Linked DNA regions of Danio rerio: region 1 is linked to region 2. The links are chromatin contacts, called in public HiCAR-type maps. All regions are on one chromosome and are shown on one strand. Each heading gives the region's core, a stretch centred on a gene start, on an enhancer-like site or on the middle of the called end of the contact. The rest is flanking DNA. Distances are from core to core; before and after follow the strand shown. Region 1 has its middle 43 kb from the start of hdac7a. Region 2 overlaps hdac7a (histone deacetylase 7a).

The links. HiCAR-type assays count read pairs that join an accessible place to other places.
Region 1: a HiCAR-type map of caudal fin shows a contact between it and region 2, with 5 times the contacts expected there. The contact joins two enhancer-like sites. A contact is called at or near these places in 4 of 18 Hi-C or Micro-C datasets (caudal fin, embryo, hematopoietic stem cells and 1 more) and 1 of 4 datasets of contacts at active chromatin or transcription factors (caudal fin).

Annotation. Positions count from the first base shown.
Region 1 is chr23:212,734-215,841 of GRCz12tu, forward strand. No RefSeq gene overlaps it. Among named protein-coding and RNA genes, the nearest start is that of hdac7a, 43 kb to the left of the region's middle. Within about 2 kb of position 1,413, at least 26 of the 62 cell types and tissues checked have an H3K27ac peak or open chromatin away from gene starts, as enhancers often do. A contact at or near this core is called in caudal fin, where this site is marked.
Region 2 is chr23:107,992-110,796 of GRCz12tu, forward strand. It overlaps hdac7a (histone deacetylase 7a), which reads right to left. Exons shown (of 26, transcript XM_073939601.1): 3 at 3-181. Among named protein-coding and RNA genes, the nearest start is that of twist3, 44 kb to the left of the region's middle. Within about 2 kb of position 1,545, at least 26 of the 62 cell types and tissues checked have an H3K27ac peak or open chromatin away from gene starts, as enhancers often do. A contact at or near this core is called in caudal fin, where this site is marked.

The DNA of each region.
Region 1 (3,108 bases), core at 163-2,662, 100 kb after region 2:
TTGAGCATGACTGCACATATAGCTGATATTACAGCTATCTGAATCTGCTCAAAGCACTCCAACCCAGGTAGCAAAGAATTCTGGCCCGGATTTGACATAAGGCTGGCACAGCAGGCATACAGCATGTGGGCCAAACAGTTTGGCAGAGGTGGCACCGTCTGTAAGACGGCACACAAGATTGGGTCAGATGTCAAATGTAGTATTTGGCCCAGATGTTATAAATGTATATGTGGGGCATATAAGTTTGGAGTGTCATGACCCACTAGTAAATACATGTTATATTTGAGTACAGAAAAGTATTCTAGCCATCAGGTCGCTTTGAGAAAAAAGCAGGCCCATAGTGTGCCTAAAGCCCAATGCTTCATGGGTTAATCAACTTTAATGCAGTCGTGACATCAACATTTCTGGCCCAGTTCTGGGTTATTACCTTGGCTGAGACTTGGCTCTCCTATGGCTCTCTCTCTCCATCCCTCTGCTGGACTTTTACAATGCAAATAGTCACTCTACAGAGTCTGACTAAAGTTTCCACACAGTTGAATGGATTGAGCTAAATGAGTTGAACGCAGGTGCCTTGAAACACCCGGAAACCCCTTCAACGTTTACTTGAAGATGTGGAATATTACAGTATGAGCTGCTGACACGTCTCTATTATTTTCACAAACATGAAATTGGAAAGTGTGTGTATATAATGACTCGAAAATGCTGAAACGATTCCTCCCGCGCAGATTCAGTCCGTGAGACACATTTCTTGGGAGAGATGAATCAGACTCTGGAACTGGAGACTTGGGACCAGGGCGTTTTCCGCGAAGGCCTCTCTCTGAACTCTGAGTGTGCGAGAAAGATAACCTTTTTTCTCTGAACACTTTATCCTTTAGGCTGCGGCAGAGATCCACACAAACAAACACAGCCGCCATCGCCGTCCAGAGGAAATACTTTCACTGCGATGTGCCGCCCCAGGCTGACACCCGTAAAATCTTGTCTGGATGTCCTCCGCCCAATCTCTCACACACACACACGCATCACCTGTTCCTCTACATCTCCAGCTACATTTCACCCTGAGTGCCTGTGCTTGTGTTAGAAATCCTGTGTGTGCAGTGAGTTACACTTCCTCTTTTGTACACTATGCGCACGATGATTTACAAACCCAAAGGGGCAGCTTCTATTGTGTATGTGTGTACAGCCAAACACTCTTAAAGACCACACACACACACACACACACATGCATGATCGCTCACACTCACAACCCCACACACACACACAAACATCTTCCTGTTGACCGTGGCTTAAGCTGCTGAAATCCAGCTGCAGTAACAGTTGTTCGCCGCTTTTCCCGGATCTCCACAGAAACCAGAGCCTGCGTGTTATCGGATCCTGCTCGACTTTCCTCCTCGGGAAAGAAGAATGCAGTGAGAAAGAAAAGAGAGAGAGAGAGAGAGAGGAAGGCAGGGTGAAGGAGAGCGAGCGGGAGGGGGCGATGGTTTGGTCATGGTCCCGTGTGGGAATATTTAATAACAAACATTAAAAATACCACAGAAAGACTTTGCCACATTCCCACGGTCCAACTGCAGCCAGAGCCTGACAGCACGGTTATAAATACCAGCTATAGAGCGGCCCTAGAGTGCACTTACAGTACAACACACACACACATACAGTGCACACAAGCCATACACACTTACCCATCCATGTACAGTACATCTGGAGAAACTATGTGGAGTTGCTTGGACACTTTTTTGCGGCATAAACATCCTAGACTAAGGCAGAAACCTGATGTGTTGCGTTATTTAGGCCAAATGGCATGACTGAAGACAATCCTACAATCTGTTTTTGTCTTAAATCTACACTATAGTATAGCTTTTTACTTTATTTTAAGATGATAATTTAAGCACATTCTTATATGCAGGCATTATTTAGGCCACATGGCATGACTGTGGACAATCCTACAATCTGTTTTTATCCAGTATGCAAGGCACTCTTCAACTCAGCATACAGTAGCTTTATGCACGTATATTTGGTTATCATCATATTGTGTGCATATTATTAAAAAGGAACGCACTTTATTTGTTGTTTCTCCACTAGGGGGCATCAATAGCCTGGGTCTTTGTTTCATGGTAGAAAAAGAAATTCTGGAAGAGACAGAAAAACAACAACTATTTTAAACCACAACAGCAAAAACCGCCTGCACTTAAAATAGATTCACAGACAGCAACTCTAGTAAACATAACACATTGCTGATGCTGATTATTTTTGGAGTCAAACAGCACAGACAGTGTGCGAGGATGATCTTTCTAGCATGCCTCTGCGTGGAGATCCTGTGTTCCAGGCTACATGTTCAGCTGTAGGTTTTCTTGTCAAGACTAAAGTATACTTCAGGCTTTAGAAAGCTTCTACATGTGTAGACAATGCAAATGGCGGCACACTAAGCTTCGGGGGTTATTTTCGTCAGCATTTTGTCAAGAAGCCACTTCCATCTTCACATTGGACTGGCGGAGGAAAACAGGGGAAGCTCTCACTGCCTTTCTTTCCGTTCCTGAAACAATGAGACTGGAAACTGGCTGTCTGCCCCAGTGTGTGTGTGTGTGTGTGTGTGTGTGTGTGTGTGTGTGTGTGTGTGTGTGTGTGTGTGTGTGTGTGTGTGTGTGTGTGTGTGTGTGTGTGTGTGAGTTTTGCTCTCAGCTTTCATGGGTCGCAGGAATTAACCCAACATGGCTCCCTCGTTCCTGTTATTGGACAAGACATTAGTCTCGATGTCAAGGAGCTTTGGGGTTTGTGGCCAATTTTAGATGTTCTACAAATGAGGGTGTGAAACAGCAAGAGCATAAAAACAAATGAGCAGTTTGGTGTGTGTGGAAACTTCTCTGGTATAACAGAGGCCTTTGAAGCATTTATAGAGTCGACTAATTTAACGTGTCACACATTTGTTTTATTATTACAGCCTGGATTTAAAAGAAATGTGTGCAGGCAGAGAGAAAAAGTCGACATAATCTGAAGATAATAGAGTTTGGTAACAAGAATCAGACACTGGAGAACAGTGTGTATTGGTTATATTAACTAACTTAGCAGACAATTATACCCAAAGCAACTCATAGAGGATTTCTAGAGGTCTCTATA
Region 2 (2,805 bases), core at 295-2,794:
ACCTGTATGCGCTGCAGCTGCTGCTGGCTGTACTGGGAACAGTGCTGTGTGTTGTATCCGATCAGCAGCTGAGGGTGCAGCGGGGACAGGAAGGCCGTGTCTGAACCCGAGCCCGGCCGCAGCAGACGCTCTCCCACACGCAGGTCCATGGGGACGGGGCCCTCGGGGGACCACACTGAGCCTGCAGACAGACACACACACACACACACACACACACACACACACACACACACACACACACACACACACACACACACACACACACACACACACACACACACACACACACACTACATTAGGATGAAGGAACACATCAGATCAGATGCTGGGGTGTTGGAAATGTTTGTTTCAATGCTCAAATGTTCACTATGATTCAGATCATCATCTAATGCCTTGGTTATTTTACACTCAAATCTCATTAATGTAGTGCTTTCTAATTTAAAATAATTAACTGTAATAAGATTAATAAACAAAAAATGATGTACCGTACATTTAAAAACACAAGGAAATGTCCACACTAATAATAAAAGAGGCAACAGACGCAGTAAACACATTTAATGACAATAAACACACAGAACAGAACTACATCAGCTCAGTTTCAGCTCTTAAAGCTCTAGTGTGTGATTAGGACTGACGCTGAGCAGTGGAACTGATCAGTCAATAACTCCATAACTCGTGTTGTGTAAATCAGTGATGGTTGATTTCCACTGATGACAGAGGAAGATGCAGGGCAGAGATGTAGAGATGTGTGTATCAGCGCATGTTCCAGCGCTTTCCTCATGGCACATTCCACACTCATATACGCCCGGCTGATTTACATATCATTTGCATGCTGTTTTAAGAGTATTTGCATGGCACCAGGGCTCAATGGGACGCGCCGCCTCACCCTTACATCATGCAGACGGGAACAGACATCACAAACAGCAGACCTGACCGAGCTGACCGGAGCACACCTAAAGGGGCAGTTCACCCACATGTCAACATTTACTCTCGCGCGAGGGGCTCCTAACCTTCATGAGTTTCTTTCATCTCTTCAACACAAAAGAAGATATTTTGAAGAATGTTGGACACCTGTAACCATTGACTTTGCTTGCTTTTCCTGCTATGGGAGTCAGTGGTTACAGGTTTTCAGCATATCTTCTTTTGTGTTCAGCTGAGATAGAAACTGATGAAGGTTTGGAAAGACTCGAGCATGAGCACATGTTCATTTCTGGGTGAACTCTCCCTCACATACAGATTTATAGTTAAATATCATCTTCAGTGTCGTCTTGAGGAAGAGTAAATGATCATGTTTGTGTGGTGAACTGTGCCTTTAAGACATATTTCGGATCTGAAGCGAGAGTTTGAGGCAGTGTTTCCCCAGTAAAGTCTCTCCAGAATATATCAGTGTGTGCTGCTTCAGAAACGGTAACACACACACACTCTTAGGCACACAGAGCACACACTTGCTATTGTCTTCTTGTGAAGCGCGACTGCTTTGTCACTGCTACTCTGACACAAAGACACAGAGCAAAAAAAGTTTTTCTCTGAAGCAGACCAATCAGGAGCCTGGAAAATGACTCAGCGATGACCTCAGCCGGTGAGGAACAGTGTGTACCTCTGAGCTGATGTGTGTTACGCAAGAGCAAATACAAATACAATAATAATCAAATCAAGAAGAGCAATCAGAGGAGATCAACTGAGGTGGCAGGAGAACTGACCGAAGCATTTTAACTATATTCATTTGATTTAATAATTTAATTTGATTTAACACTTTGGTCAGTGCTGTCGTTTGTGTTAAGATATTTACACTGTCAAAATGAAAACCTCATCAAAGGCCTAAAAACTAACAATGCATGATGTAGAATCGCTACTGACAACTCAATATCCATAACTCAACAGCAATAACTTTATCCATAACTCGATACCGATAACTCGATACAGATAACTCAATACCAATAACTCAAAACCGATAACTCAATACAGATAACTCGTTAATGATAACTCAATACCGATAACTCGTTAATGATAACTTGATACTGAGAACACAATGCCAATAACTAAATATCCATAACTTAATGCTGAGAACTTGATAGTGATAACTCGAAACCGATAACTCAATATTGATGACTGAATACTGATAATTCAATATTGAGTACTCAATATTGATTTAGAAGCTGATATATTATCCCATCAATATAAATAATGAAATGATTGCAAAAAAAACCCTGAATAAATCAAAAGGCAAATGCATTTAGTGACCAGCTGATTTCAGAATCACAATGCCAGTAATAGTAGAGATCATTTAATTTATCATATAAACATTTGCATATTATTCAATAATATTGCTGAAATGAATATAAAAACTAAATTATATTTACTGATATTTACAGACACAAAACATTAGTTTCCAAAAGCTTAGAAAAAACGTCCTTTTTCATGAAGTGTATAAACATGAAATAAATTATAACATGAATATATTTATGACCTTAAAATGATAATTAATAATCAAAATTCAGTTTAAATGAAATTTAAGCTATTAACCATCTTCAATATGTTTTAGCACATTTAAAAAAATAATAAAATACTTTAGTGCTCATTTAATGCAGAAATATTAGTGGGGAAACTCCTCCAGAATCCCATTCCTCAAACACATTCATATTAAACACAGATAATTCAGCCTCTCCAGATCACGTGACTGGATACGCAGCAGATAATGGGGCTGCAGAGCCTCTCCAATGCTGCTTCAGCCTCTCTGAATCCTCCAGTGATGGGTTCAGTGACTCATTAGACTGATCAGAGTTCAGACGGCAGGAATCTGAACGC